Linked DNA regions of Mus musculus: all the other regions are linked to region 3. A link is a contact called in public HiChIP or PLAC-seq data. All regions are on one chromosome and are shown on one strand. Each heading gives the region's core, a stretch centred on a gene start, on an enhancer-like site or on the middle of the called end of the contact. The rest is flanking DNA. Distances are from core to core; before and after follow the strand shown.

Evidence for each region. HiChIP or PLAC-seq counts read pairs in DNA pulled down with a chosen protein or histone mark.
Region 1: a contact with region 3 is called in an H3K4me3 HiChIP or PLAC-seq map of stem cell-derived neural progenitor cells, with 4 times the contacts expected there. The contact joins the enhancer-like site here to the promoter of Dact2 in region 3. A contact is called at or near these places in 7 of 39 promoter capture datasets (HPC-7-derived erythroid cells, cranial neural crest, embryonic stem cells and 3 more), 4 of 115 datasets of contacts at active chromatin or transcription factors (astrocytes, embryonic stem cells and stem cell-derived neural progenitor cells) and 2 of 9 other capture datasets (embryonic stem cells and macrophages).
Region 2: a contact with region 3 is called in an H3K4me3 HiChIP or PLAC-seq map of stem cell-derived neural progenitor cells, with 14 read pairs. The contact joins the enhancer-like site here to the promoter of Dact2 in region 3. A contact is called at or near these places in 13 of 39 promoter capture datasets (the 3T3-L1 cell line, the HPC-7 cell line, the SN4741 cell line and 8 more), 2 of 15 datasets of contacts at CTCF or cohesin (both in the NIH/3T3 cell line), 1 of 484 Hi-C or Micro-C datasets (cerebellar granule neurons), 7 of 115 datasets of contacts at active chromatin or transcription factors (embryonic basal ganglia, embryonic forebrain, embryonic stem cells and 2 more) and 1 of 9 other capture datasets (embryonic stem cells).

Annotation. Positions count from the first base shown.
Region 1 is chr17:13,477,962-13,481,844 of GRCm38.p6, forward strand. No RefSeq gene overlaps it. Among named protein-coding and RNA genes, the nearest start is that of Rnu6, 48 kb to the left of the region's middle. Within about 2 kb of position 1,915, at least 98 of the 459 cell types and tissues checked have an H3K27ac peak or open chromatin away from gene starts, as enhancers often do. A contact at or near this core is called in astrocytes and stem cell-derived neural progenitor cells, where this site is marked.
Region 2 is chr17:14,902,217-14,906,460 of GRCm38.p6, forward strand. It overlaps Wdr27 (WD repeat domain 27), which reads right to left. Exons shown (of 25, transcript NM_175173.3): 18 at 1,221-1,342. Among named protein-coding and RNA genes, the nearest start is that of Wdr27, 39 kb to the right of the region's middle. Within about 2 kb of position 2,890, at least 34 of the 459 cell types and tissues checked have an H3K27ac peak or open chromatin away from gene starts, as enhancers often do. A contact at or near this core is called in stem cell-derived neural progenitor cells, where this site is marked.
Region 3 is chr17:14,202,284-14,205,943 of GRCm38.p6, forward strand. It overlaps Dact2 (dishevelled-binding antagonist of beta-catenin 2), which reads right to left and starts at 1,548. Exons shown (of 4, transcript NM_172826.3): 1 at 1,231-1,548. The coding sequence starts at 1,446. It overlaps Gm34510 (a long non-coding RNA gene), which reads left to right and starts at 1,424. Exons shown (of 3, transcript XR_001782252.2): 1 at 1,424-1,517.

The DNA.
Region 1 (3,883 bases), core at 665-3,164, 720 kb before region 3:
CCCCAGCAATGCAAAGCTTGAAAAATAAAGAAAAGAGTGTAGAGACAAGCACTGCTCTGATGAAGTCCAGAACTAAATAAACACGGTGGACTGGGCTGGTTTTGTGTCAACTTGACACAGCTGGAGTTATCACAGAGAAAGGAGCTTCAGTTGAGGAAATGCCTCCACGAGATTCAGCTCTAAGGCATTTTCTCAATTAGTGATCAAGGGGGAAAGGCCCCTTGTGGGTGGTGCCATCTCTGGGCTGGTAGTCTTGGGTTCTATAAGAGAGCAGGTTGAGCAAGCCAGTGGAAGCAAGCCATGTGGGAGCATCCCTCCATGGCCTCTGCATCAGCTCCTGCTTTCTGACCTGCTTGAGTTCCAGTCCTGACTTCCTTGGTGATGAACAGCAGTATGGAAGTGTAAGCTGAATAAACCCTTTCCTCCCCAACTGCTTCTTGGTCATGATGTTTGTGCAGGAAGAGAAACCCTGACTAAAACACACGGAATGGATGAATGCATGAGTATATGGATTGTATGGTCTGCACTGGTATCAAGGTGTTCTTTTCCTACAGATTGAAAGTCACACTCAGAGAGAGAGAGAGAGAGAGAGAGAAAGAGAGAGAGAGCACACTCCTGTGAGATCATAAGCACACATGTATGTGCTGATGACACCCTTCACAGACTCCAGACTCCAGGAGATTTTGAGGAACTGCAAGGATTTATAGAGTGACTGGTCTAGAACACTGTCAGTGCTAGGTTGGAAATTATTCCATTTCATGGTTAAGAGGGAGCTGGCCTCCCTGATAAGCTCTTAAAACCAAAACCAAAACCAAGTCTGCCTTTACCTGATGGTGCCAGTAGCAAGCACAGAACTTTAAAAAAAACAAACAAACAAACAAAAACAAAGAACAACAACAAAACACACACACACACACACACACTTCCCATCCTGTCTCTGTCTTCCCTCACAGCAGCAAACCTGGCTTTGTGAGTGACACAGGACAGACAGAGATAAACAGAAGAGGCTAACTAGACCTCGGCTGTGGTCAAGGGGACTAGGGAGGAAAGATGCAGACAAAACAAAGTCTGGTTGAGTGCCCAGGCCTAGTCTGCTGGACTGTCAGGCAGCCAACTTTAATTTGCAATGTGGGGACCAGAAGGAAGCTCATACCAGGGTCCCAGCAGTGCCAGTTCTGAGGAATGAGGTGTGACTTCCTGATTTACAGTTTTGAGAGGGTGACATTCCTCTATTTTCTTCTGTATTGATGTCCTGAGAGATTAAATTCTTGCTTTCTCTCCTTGACAATGCCAGATTTTTTTTCCACCCTCTACCCAGCAGTATGTAAGCACTGAGGACCACTGGGCCTTGCTGACTGAGGGCCCTTGAAGCTCTCAAGCCCCTCCTCTCTGGGCCGCCTTTCCCTTGACTCCACATTCAATAAATGGAATCCACATCTCTGTGATGCCTGCATCCCTGAGCCACAAAGGCGTGCAGTGGGATCCAGCATCTTACTTTTGTTTTTCTCAGCCATCTTTTGTGATGGGGCCTGGGAAAAGCCCTAATGAGCCTACCCCCGCACCACAGAAGGTCTTGTTGGAGTGGGGAGGCAGCTTCTCCCACCTGCGGGCGGGGGCAGGGCAGGGACCGCATCCACTTCGGGCTTGCAGGAACAATGCTGCATTTAGCAGTCAAGGCGGTGGGAATGTGAAGAAAACAAGACGGCACAAAAGATTAATTTGATGCAAGAAAAGATATTTTAAAAAGTCCAGTAGAGAAAGCTATCCTACTAAAATTTCAAGGGCAATAACTGTGAAAATGCGGAAGAGGCCCTCGGAGCCTGCCAAGTCCATCTGGCAGGGAGGGTCCTGCAGCCTAAGCTACAGCTCGCATGGCCTGCTAGAGCCCTGCATCCTGTTTCATTTTACTAAACACGTGTGGAATGATGGAGTTAATTTCAAAACCCTGAGTCATTATGGTCTAACCAACTGCAGATGATGAAAGCAATAACATCATCAAAGCCGACAGGGAGGCAGACCTTCCTCAAAGGTGAAACCCCTCTGCGGGGGGGGGGGGGGGGGGGGGGGTAAAGGGCGAAGTGAATGGTGTTGTCAGAAATTGAAAACAAGCTTTGAGGAGAGGCAAGTTTAGCATTCGCTGGGTTCCTGTGGGATGCTGTTAAGTTGCTAAAGTTCAAATAAAAGTACTGGATCCGCAGCCACTGTTGATCTCTAACTTGCTCCTGGGGTGGCAGGGAGATGGACTGGGGTTCCCAGGCCCTGTTTTTCAGGGTGCCATTGTTTCTGATTCCTGTGTGTCTCTGCTCACTCCTGAGGTGTAACATCTCAAAATGCCCAGCTGTTCTTGGCACATGAGATGTACTTTTGGAAAGTAGGTTTGCTTTGGGTATCCTTGGCTTAGAGGGACGATAGAATAGATGAACTCTATACAGCCAGGCTTTCCCTTGATTTGGGAAACTACTTCTATGATTTTATTAGATATATTTTGTATTCCTTTAGCTTGAACTCCTTCTCTCACTTCTATGCCAACAGTTCATTTTGCATTTATTACTCTTTTTATTGCTGAACAGTATTGCATTCTATTTTCTTATCTCACTGGAATCTTGTTCCTGCAATGGAGGTATGAAGGTAGGAGAAGAGAAGGAAACTCAGCTTGCTTCCCAGAGTGGGGGTGGGGTGGTGGTCCGGGGGCTCTGAGTGTGCTGGACAGCAGGAAGGCAGTGAAAAAGAAGCATTTGGCACAGATTGGCTAGAGGAAAGCCTTGGGCTACTATGCATTTTAAGACATGTGGGCATTCTGTTACACTGTATCCGTTATCATGATCATCTGAAAAAGGGGTCCCACTGTTGAGGGGAAAGAGCTTTCGTGTTCTTTTCACTGTGTGGGGCTAAGGAGCTAAGCTTTTAAGTTCTAAGCTTTAGTTACCTCAAGCTCCCATTGTTCCCCTGCTTTCTAAGTACTGTGGCTTGATCTAGAATGTGGTCCAAAGACTCAAGGCTTGGCCCCCAGCTGATAGTGCTGTTGAGAGGAGGGGCTCACTTAGGAGGGAAGAAGTAGTTAATGTGTGTGTGTGTGGGGGGGGGGCTTTCCAATGGTATAACTTGTCCCTGCCCCTTGTATTTATGCATCACCCTCTCCCGTCAGTTTTCTTCTCCCTCTCCCTCTTACCCCCTCTCCCTTTTCTCTTTCTCTATCTCTCCTTCTCTCTATCCCTCTACCCCTTTCTCTGTTCTCTTCCTCTCCCTCTTCCTCCTTCTCTCCTCCCTCTCCCATTCCCACCTTCTCTCTCTCCTCCTCTCCCTCTCTCCCCTCTCTCCTCTTCTCCCTCTCTTGTGTTTTGCTTTTGCTCTCTGTTTCTCTCTACCCACTTCACAGCCCCATAAGTTGAGGCCCTCCCCTCCCACATGGGAGCTCCACTCCGATTACTTGTCTCACCCCAGATCCACAGTCAAAGCCAAGGTTTGTAGATTGAACCCTCTGAAGCTGGGATTTTTCTCCTTTGTGTCTTGGGTACTTTATTACAGGAACAGCTGACTAGCACACGAGTATGCAAATGCTATGAGCATAAACTGGATCTGTTTTCTTGCCATGATTCACTCCGCTGAGCATATAGTAAACCCTCAGTTCACAGACACTTTGGGCCACTGATCTCCTAGACTCTGCTATCTTCCCAGCCATGACCACCTGCAGCCAGCAGAAGAAACCGCAAGTCTAAAATGTGTTCTGCATCCTTATCTGCTCACAGCCATGTGCGCTAAATGAATGAATAAATGTTCTCGTTTGAACCAACACACAGGCTCAGCACAAGGAAGCCTTGTGTGCTGGCAAAGAGAAAGACATTTCCATAAAGTCTTTTACTGTCAATAGGCCTTCTGCAATTGA
Region 2 (4,244 bases), core at 1,640-4,139, 700 kb after region 3:
TGACTATTAAGGACAGTCAACCACTGTTGAAGCAGAGAACGTGCTCTGAAACACAGCATAAGAAGCAGTGCTCTCTAAAGGAGTGTACAGACACCTCCAGACCCTAGGATAATCCACCAGCATTTAAAAGTGCCTTTTCTTTTAATTTTCAAGGAAGGCCAACTTTGTGTCTTATGCAATCAAGCCCACACAGAGACCAGCACTGATCCCTGTTGCAGGACATTTGTTCCTCTGGTGCTGCTGAGAACTTCCAATGGGGCACTGACCCTGACCAGCCCATCTGCCCTCTGCCCTCTCCAGAGGTGTCCTGTAAGAGAACGCCTGCCTGTGGCCACTGATAATTCAATGCCTAGCCAACCATGCAGCATCTCCACTCAGCATCCAGACCCTGCAGAGCGTGGGTCATGAGACCAACTGAGCATGTGCAGCCCAGCCCAGCCTTACCAGAAAGTATTGCATTCTTAGGTCTCTAAGCCAAGAAAAGGTCAGGCTTCAATGTACAATTTCTATCACTATCATATACTGTTAAGTTTAAATAGTATAAGTCAAAACATCCAGACTCAGGCTCTGACTGACATTTCTGAAATGTTCACCACTTGTGGGTTATGTTTGCAGTTCATAAGGTCATGATTCATGAGAAGAAGCAAGGCTTCTCTCTTAGCATCCTCTCTTCTTTCCGCCTTACTAGTGAGAGTCCATGCCCTGTCTCTCCTTTCTCACTCTATTTCCAAAAAACCTTACAGGATTCCTTTAAGCCAGTCACTACGCTCCTTCATAGAATCCTCCAGACCATCATTATTACCTCTGCGATATAACAAGAAACTAACAAAGTTAGCTGTGCTTTACTGTGGGCATTTTGCTATTTTTACACCATAACAAATGTAAATATATATTTAATGTATGTCAATAGACATACCACACACCAAGAGTGTGTTACTACGTGTTAAATATGCATGTACTTCATATGTGAATAAGAAACTGACCCACCACTGTGTATCCACTGTAGTAAAACAGATCCTCATTATATCTGTTGTTGGTGTTCCCCAAAGAGAGACTGCCAGCTGTGACAGTCCATAGCTCAGGGTCACTAAGCAGTCTGGATCTATTGCTGGTCTCCCCTAAAGAGGGCTGACAGCTGTTACCATCTATAGCTCAGGGTCACTAAGAACTTTGTCTGATGTCACTGACCACCATGGCACAGGTGCTCACGTACACATTACCAAAAGCAGCATGAGTTCTGTCCTGTGAACTGACCACACCCTCAGTGTCCGGTCTCGGCCTGTAGACAGCAGCCACCTCTTGTCATGGCTCCAGCAGATAGTGCTCACAGCTCCATCATGACCTGGGTATTCAGGAAAAAGGGAAACCAAGTAGAATGTCTGTCTGTATAAGAACAGGCCAGAGCTGCTGCTTCTCAAGGAATAAGGGAAGCAGTTTCTTGCTGCCAGGCTAAAAGACCAATCACATCATCAGATAACCTTGCATTAAAGGTGTTTTAAAAAGAAAATTCAGGTTTTTCTTCTTTCCTTGCCCCTGCTCCTGGAATGGTGAATCTGAAACTAATTATTTATTATGAAATCCTAGGCCATAAGCTTTGGCTTATTTCCTGACTAGCTCATAACATATTTAACCATTTAAACTATTCTGTCTACCATTTAGCTAGTTACCCCAACCCCTTTGGTCCCAGCCTGCTTCTTCCTTTGTGTCTCCTCAGCATCTCTCGGCATTTCCCTGAGTTCATTTACCTGCTGGTTTATATCTGTCTTACTATTTCCCAGGATCCTCTCTCTTCCTGCTGTGCTCTGCCTCCTATTTCTTGCCTCAGCTCACTGGCCATTAGCTCTTTTATTGACAGGTAGTGCTTATAAAAGATTCTCCGTACATAAAGGCCTACTGATGAGGGTTGGAGAGGAGGCCTCTCTAAGATCTCACATTTCTTAAAGTTCTGACTTCATGTGCCCAGATCAGAGGAAGTTCTAATACCACAGTATAACAAGCAGTGTTCTAAAAGATCGTACAGAGATCTCGGGACCCTGTGATGATCTATCAGTATAAATAAGCCTTTTCTTTTAGTTTCAAAGGGAGAAAACAGGAGAACTCACTAAGGATGCTTGGACATGCTCTGATCATCTGCTCTGGCCAATGGCTGCTTTGGATGCTGGCTTATACAGGTGCTAGCATACCGCCTGCTAGGGAGCCCACAGGCAGGTGGGACTGACCTTCAGCTATGCGGTCCCTACTCCTCAATCTCCTTCTGACAAGGAACGTGCTGTCTCCTAATCTCACCTTTGCCCTTACAGTCTCTATAAAGCAAACTTGAAACCACAGCTACCTGAGTTTCCGAGAGACCCAAGAGCCCAAGGATTCATGGAAGCAGACACTTGGAGACAGCATCATGGGCTCTCTCCTGGGCGAGCCAATGGAAACAGGTAGACAGGAGAACTGGAGGCTGCACAGTGTCAGGCAAACGGAGAACACCAGTGACCCGAGACACGCTGAACCATCACATTCCACCCCAAGGTGCCCTGTGGTACACTCTGCAGCGTAAGGAACCACAACTTTGACAAGAATCTAACAGGAACCTCCCACCCAGGCTGCTCTCTGCACGGGAACTTGCACACTGCAATTGAAAGGGCATTCAGTGAATCAGTATCACCAGAGCACACTGGCCAGAAAGCCACCAAAATAGAACTGGAAAGCCAGAAAGTACTGTAAGTAGAATGCCACTCTGAAATGGGACCTCAAAACAGCAAAAAGTTACCAAGCAGAAAAATTATGCCAAATGCCTTTGCTGCCCTCTTGTGTCAAGTTCTGGCATTTTCCACAAAAGAACAAAGGACCTCTCAAATGTGCAAAAAAACATTTACTCACTACTGTGGGAACACAACGTGGAGCACTGTGAAAATCTGTGTGGAAGCTGGTCAAACAGCTGGAAAAAGACTATCACATGATCCAGCTCTAGCACTGCATACCCAAAGGACTCTATATCCTACTGTAGAGACGGTTGCTCCTCCATGTTCACAATTGGCTCTAGTCACAACAGTCAGAATATGGAAACAGCCTGTGTGTCTATCAACTCATCTATGTACAATGAAGACATAGGATATTTATTTCCTACGCTATTCAGCCCTTAAGAAAAGCACAATTATGAAATCCCCAGGTAAACGGATATGGGTGGAAACAACCATCCTGAGAGTAGTAACCCAGACTCAGAAACACCAACTTTGCATGTTTTCTCAAATCCATAGGTGTTATCTTTGAGTCTTCCGATATGTGTGTTTCATCTGGAATTCCTATGGAATTCAGAAAATTAGTAAGGGACCCTGGGGTGGGGCTTTCAAGGGAGCAAAGAGCAAATGGAATGGTATAAAGAGCCGGGCAGTGGTGGCGCACGCCTTTAATCCCAGCACTTGGGAGGCAGAGGCAGGCAGATTTCTGAGTTCAAGACCAGCCTAGTCTACAGTGTGAATTCCAGGACAGCCAGGGCTATACAGAGAAACCCTGTCTCGAAAAACAAAACAAAAAGAGAGAGGGGGGATGGTATAAAGAGGTGACGGCCAGTAATGGGAAAGGGAAGGTTAAATGGGGTAGAGGCTGGGAACAAAGAGTAGAGGACGGAACATGAGGGGTGACTAACACTGAAGAACTTTTGAAAAAGTCACATGGAAGCCTACCACTGTAAAAGTAAGTATACTTAAAATGTATACTACATATATAAGAAGAATTTAAATGGAGTTACTCTATAATGGGGTGGCAAACCCCTCCTAGATACCATAGGCTAACAAATGAAAAGCCCAGAGTCCAGAATGATTACCACTTTTGGACTTACTGGCCACTGGGGTCCCACAGAACTCCGAATATTACAGGCCATTGCCAATGTTATTGGCTACCATCCAGAGACTGACGGTAAGACCCTATTGATAGAAACACACATGCTTGGGTCACAGACTATAAAGAAATGAAGCTGGTTAGAACCTGAGGCTTCATCCCTTCTGGCTGGCTTCCATAGTACTGGGCGGTGCTGTGCATTCTACCACAGAGAAGTTATCATAAGTCATACCTGGCTGCAAACTCTGAATGCTGCCATCAGCCTGACAGGACACGGCTATTGTAATAATGGTGTGAATATAATAGTGATAAACTATATTCTGATTGGATTTAAGGCCCATCCACAAATTGAAACCCATACTAGGCACCAACATCAGGCTAAGAACCTGTGGCTAGTAGACATAGGGGGAGCATTG
Region 3 (3,660 bases), core at 298-2,797:
CAACAAAAAGCTTGTTTGATCTCTCCACAGGCTCCTGGTAATTGGAGTGTGAGGGCTCACAGATTGGGTTTGTGTATTGCTGACGTGGGGGGGGGGGTTTAATCGTTAACCTTCAGGAACGGGTCATGCTTGTAACTCATCAGTGCGCCTGCCTGGCTGAGATCACGTGACCAGTGTGGAGCACCCCCACCCACCCCTAAAGACAGGCACCTGTTATAATGCCTTGGTCCCGTGGGTGCAACAGTGTACAGAGTCCAGTCCTCACCGGCCATGTCTCTCTCTGGGCAGCAGTTGGGTGTCTCAGACTGGAGGAGACTGTCAGCTGGATTCCGCCCTCAGCCAGATCTCTTACACTCAGGGAAGATTCCAGGTGTCCTGGGGAGTAGTGACTCAGACACTGGACTTCCTGATTCTTTAGACACAAACCCAACACTATTCTGAACTAAAGTTGATTGGAACACAGCAGTTTCACCCTGAACTTTACCAAGAGGCTACTTTCAACAGGACAGATCCAAATTTCACCGTGAAAAAAAAATCCCACTTAAAGAGTTGTGGACGCAACGCTATCACACTCTTTCGAGTGCGCACTATTTTGTTCTTTTAAAAATACTGCAGTACTGAGGGGAAGGAACCTTGAGCTGTTTCTAGAAATGGGTAGCAATTCTACTCCCGAGGGGCCCCAAGTGGTCTACAGAGGGGGACTCGATGGGCGCGGGTAGATGAGAAAGCGCCACTAATCCCCTCTCCCACGTTCCGCATACCGGAGGACACTCGTCTTATTTTTTTTTTTTTTTTAATGGGATCAGGTGACGTGCAATCTTGGAGACGATCCTCAGCGGGCAAGACTCCTCAATGACCCAAGCAAACCCAGTACAGTGCCCTGTGGCTCAAGTTCACGCAGTGTAGCCACGCAGTGTAGCCGGATGACCTGCTCCCGGGATGAGGTCAGTATGTGCGCAGACTCCTGCCAGGCGGAATGGAGCCCACGCTCCCCACCACAACAGCCTGTGTCTAGCCAGACTTGCGCGCCGCCGCACCAAGGTTGTGTCCGCCGCAGAGGCGGTGCGCAGTCAACCCCGGGTCCCGCGCGCGGCTCTCCAGCTCGCACCCCGCGGCGCGCTCCCCACGCAGCCGCGCATCTGCTCTTTCCGCTCGCACATTCCACGCAACTGCGCCCCGATCGCGCCCCAGCAGGTCCCTTCGGCCGCTCGCGCCCAACTTGCTCCTTACCAGCTGCTCCCGTAGCGCGGTCAGCGCCGCCTCCAGACGCAGCTCCTGGCCGCGGGGCCCTGGCGCAGGGTGCAGGCCCAGAGCTCCCCGCACGCGTGCTTGCTGCGTGGCTCGCAGCCCCTGAAGCTCCTGCAGCCCGGCCAGTGCGGCTCGTAGTCGCGCGCCCACCCTGCGGCGGTCCCAACCCGCGGGCCCCTGGCCGCTCGGTGCCCACATCTCCCGGACGCTCAACCGCCGCGCCGCGCGTCCCCGTCGCGTCTCCCCGCCCCCGGCTGCAGGTCGCTTAGGTGGGTTGGGACCTATCGCTGGCCGCGGAGGGCGGTGTTTGCGACGCCCGAGGTCACAGCGGCCGCCCCCTGCCCGCCCCGTCGACCGGCCGCGCCCTCGCCCAACCCCTGCGCCCCTGGGACCTATGAGCTCATCGGGGAAGGCCAAAAGCCCCTCCGCAGAGGGACAGAGAGGAGCTTAAGCATAGGCAAAGGTTTTGTTTAGGTTTTTAAATTTAAAAAAATTACAAAAGAAAAAAATTTACATTGCAAGACGCACGTTCCTATTTGTAAGCTGATTAAAATGGAAAATCCTATACCAGGTTCGCCAATGTACATGGAAAACCTGCGCTCGCTTCTCAGTACCGAGTCCAGCTTCACACACATGCTACGCACCTTTAAGGAAGCTTCTAGAAAGTTCCTGAGGTGTGCAGCTCTCACCATGGTGGTCACTTCAGCAACACTGTCTGGATCCCAGAAGCAAGCCGCACACTCTCAGTCGCCCCCACCTCCTTTACTCACTCCATGCTCAGAGCCCCCCAGCGGCCTCCTGTGGACACTGTCTTGAGTGGAATCCTGTTATCCGGGTCTTTTGCTGTTAGACTTCCGGGCGCGCCCATTTTGCAGCACTTTACTGGCCGAGTAGAGTATCTATAGTCTTCATGTTCCTCCAGTGATAAGTTAGGAAGAAGCTGTCATCCACTTCTGCACACAGGCAGGATGAAAATGCTTTTCTCTTCCTTGAGTGTCTACCGAAGGCAGGAATTGTTGAATCGCGGGTGGTTACTGAAGAGACCACTTTCCCGTGTTCTTACCATTTCCTCCCAAGCAGGGGTGGGAAGGTGCCTCCATCCAGAGCACCCAGGCCTGTGGAGTGTAGCTTGCAGTGATTCCTCGGGCAGGAGGAAGTTAAGTATCTTTTCCCTGTAGAATCGGTCATTCAGGTTCGCTACTTGCTTTAAGTTGGCTATCTCCTTAGTAACGAAGACCAGAGTCTCCTTTAAACTCTTTCCTTATTTGCAATTTCTTTCTTAGATACAGGATTCTCACAATGTTTTCTCCAGTCTACAGGTTTCTATTCATTTTACTTCCCTATTTTTGTTTTGTTTGGTTCTAAGACCGGGTCTTACTACAACAGAACTACTCCGTAGACCAGGCTGGTCTCCAAGGAACTCCAGCCTTCTGTGTGTACCTAGATCACAGCTTCGCAGCACTGAGCTTGGTTAAAGTTTTTACTCTTTATCTTTACCTCCTTGCACCAGTTTTCCCCGCTTTTTACTGCTTTCTGTGTGACGACTGAGAAGTCGCTGCCTGATTCGAAGCTACAGACTTCTAAGCTTTTGTAGTTTAAAGCTGATACTCTGAAGTCCTTCATCCTCTCAGGCTGAGCTCTGTCCTTGATCCTCCTGAGTCTCTTTCATTTTTCTGCAGACAGTGTAGCCCACTGCCCAACAGGAAACAGTGAGAGGTGTAGATCAATGGAGGGTCAGCTGATATGGAGAAGGAATTTCTGTTTTCTGTCATATTTATGCTTGTTCCAGGCTGTGTCAATGACTCACCTTTTCACTGGGTTCTGAAGTCTGGACACATAAGCTCTCCAGCCCTGTATCTTCTCACTACTGCCTCCTGCTCTGTGCCCTCCCTATTTCCACAGAATTTATGGGTCACGTGGCCAGTGTCTGCAAAGAAGACAGCATGGGTCTTGTTGGGGGATGCCCGGAACCTGTCAGTCAATAGGAAATATTACATTAAGTTGAGTGTTCTTGGTGCACAGACATGGGCCCCTTGCCACACAATCAGGTCCACTTTCAGTTTATTCAACCATGCCTCAGATTATCAGTAAGCCTTGTTCCCGTGTCCAATTTGTTTTTGAGGTTTTTTTTTTTTTAATTTTTATAGTGTTGTAAACCGTTTTCCAGTTTCATTTTTAGGTGTTCACTGCTGGGGCATAAGATTATTCTTGTGTGCTAATGCCTGTAACTATGCCCTGCCCTCACAGCATACCCTTTATAAAACAAGTAAAACTTCCTTTTAATCAGATGAGCAGACATGGGAGGGGGTAATGATGCCCACAGCTGGCAAGTGTGAGGAAACCCGTGTTCTCATAACTTACAGGTGGGTAATGGGGGTTGTGGGGGAGGGGTCCTGGAAGTCAACTGGGCAA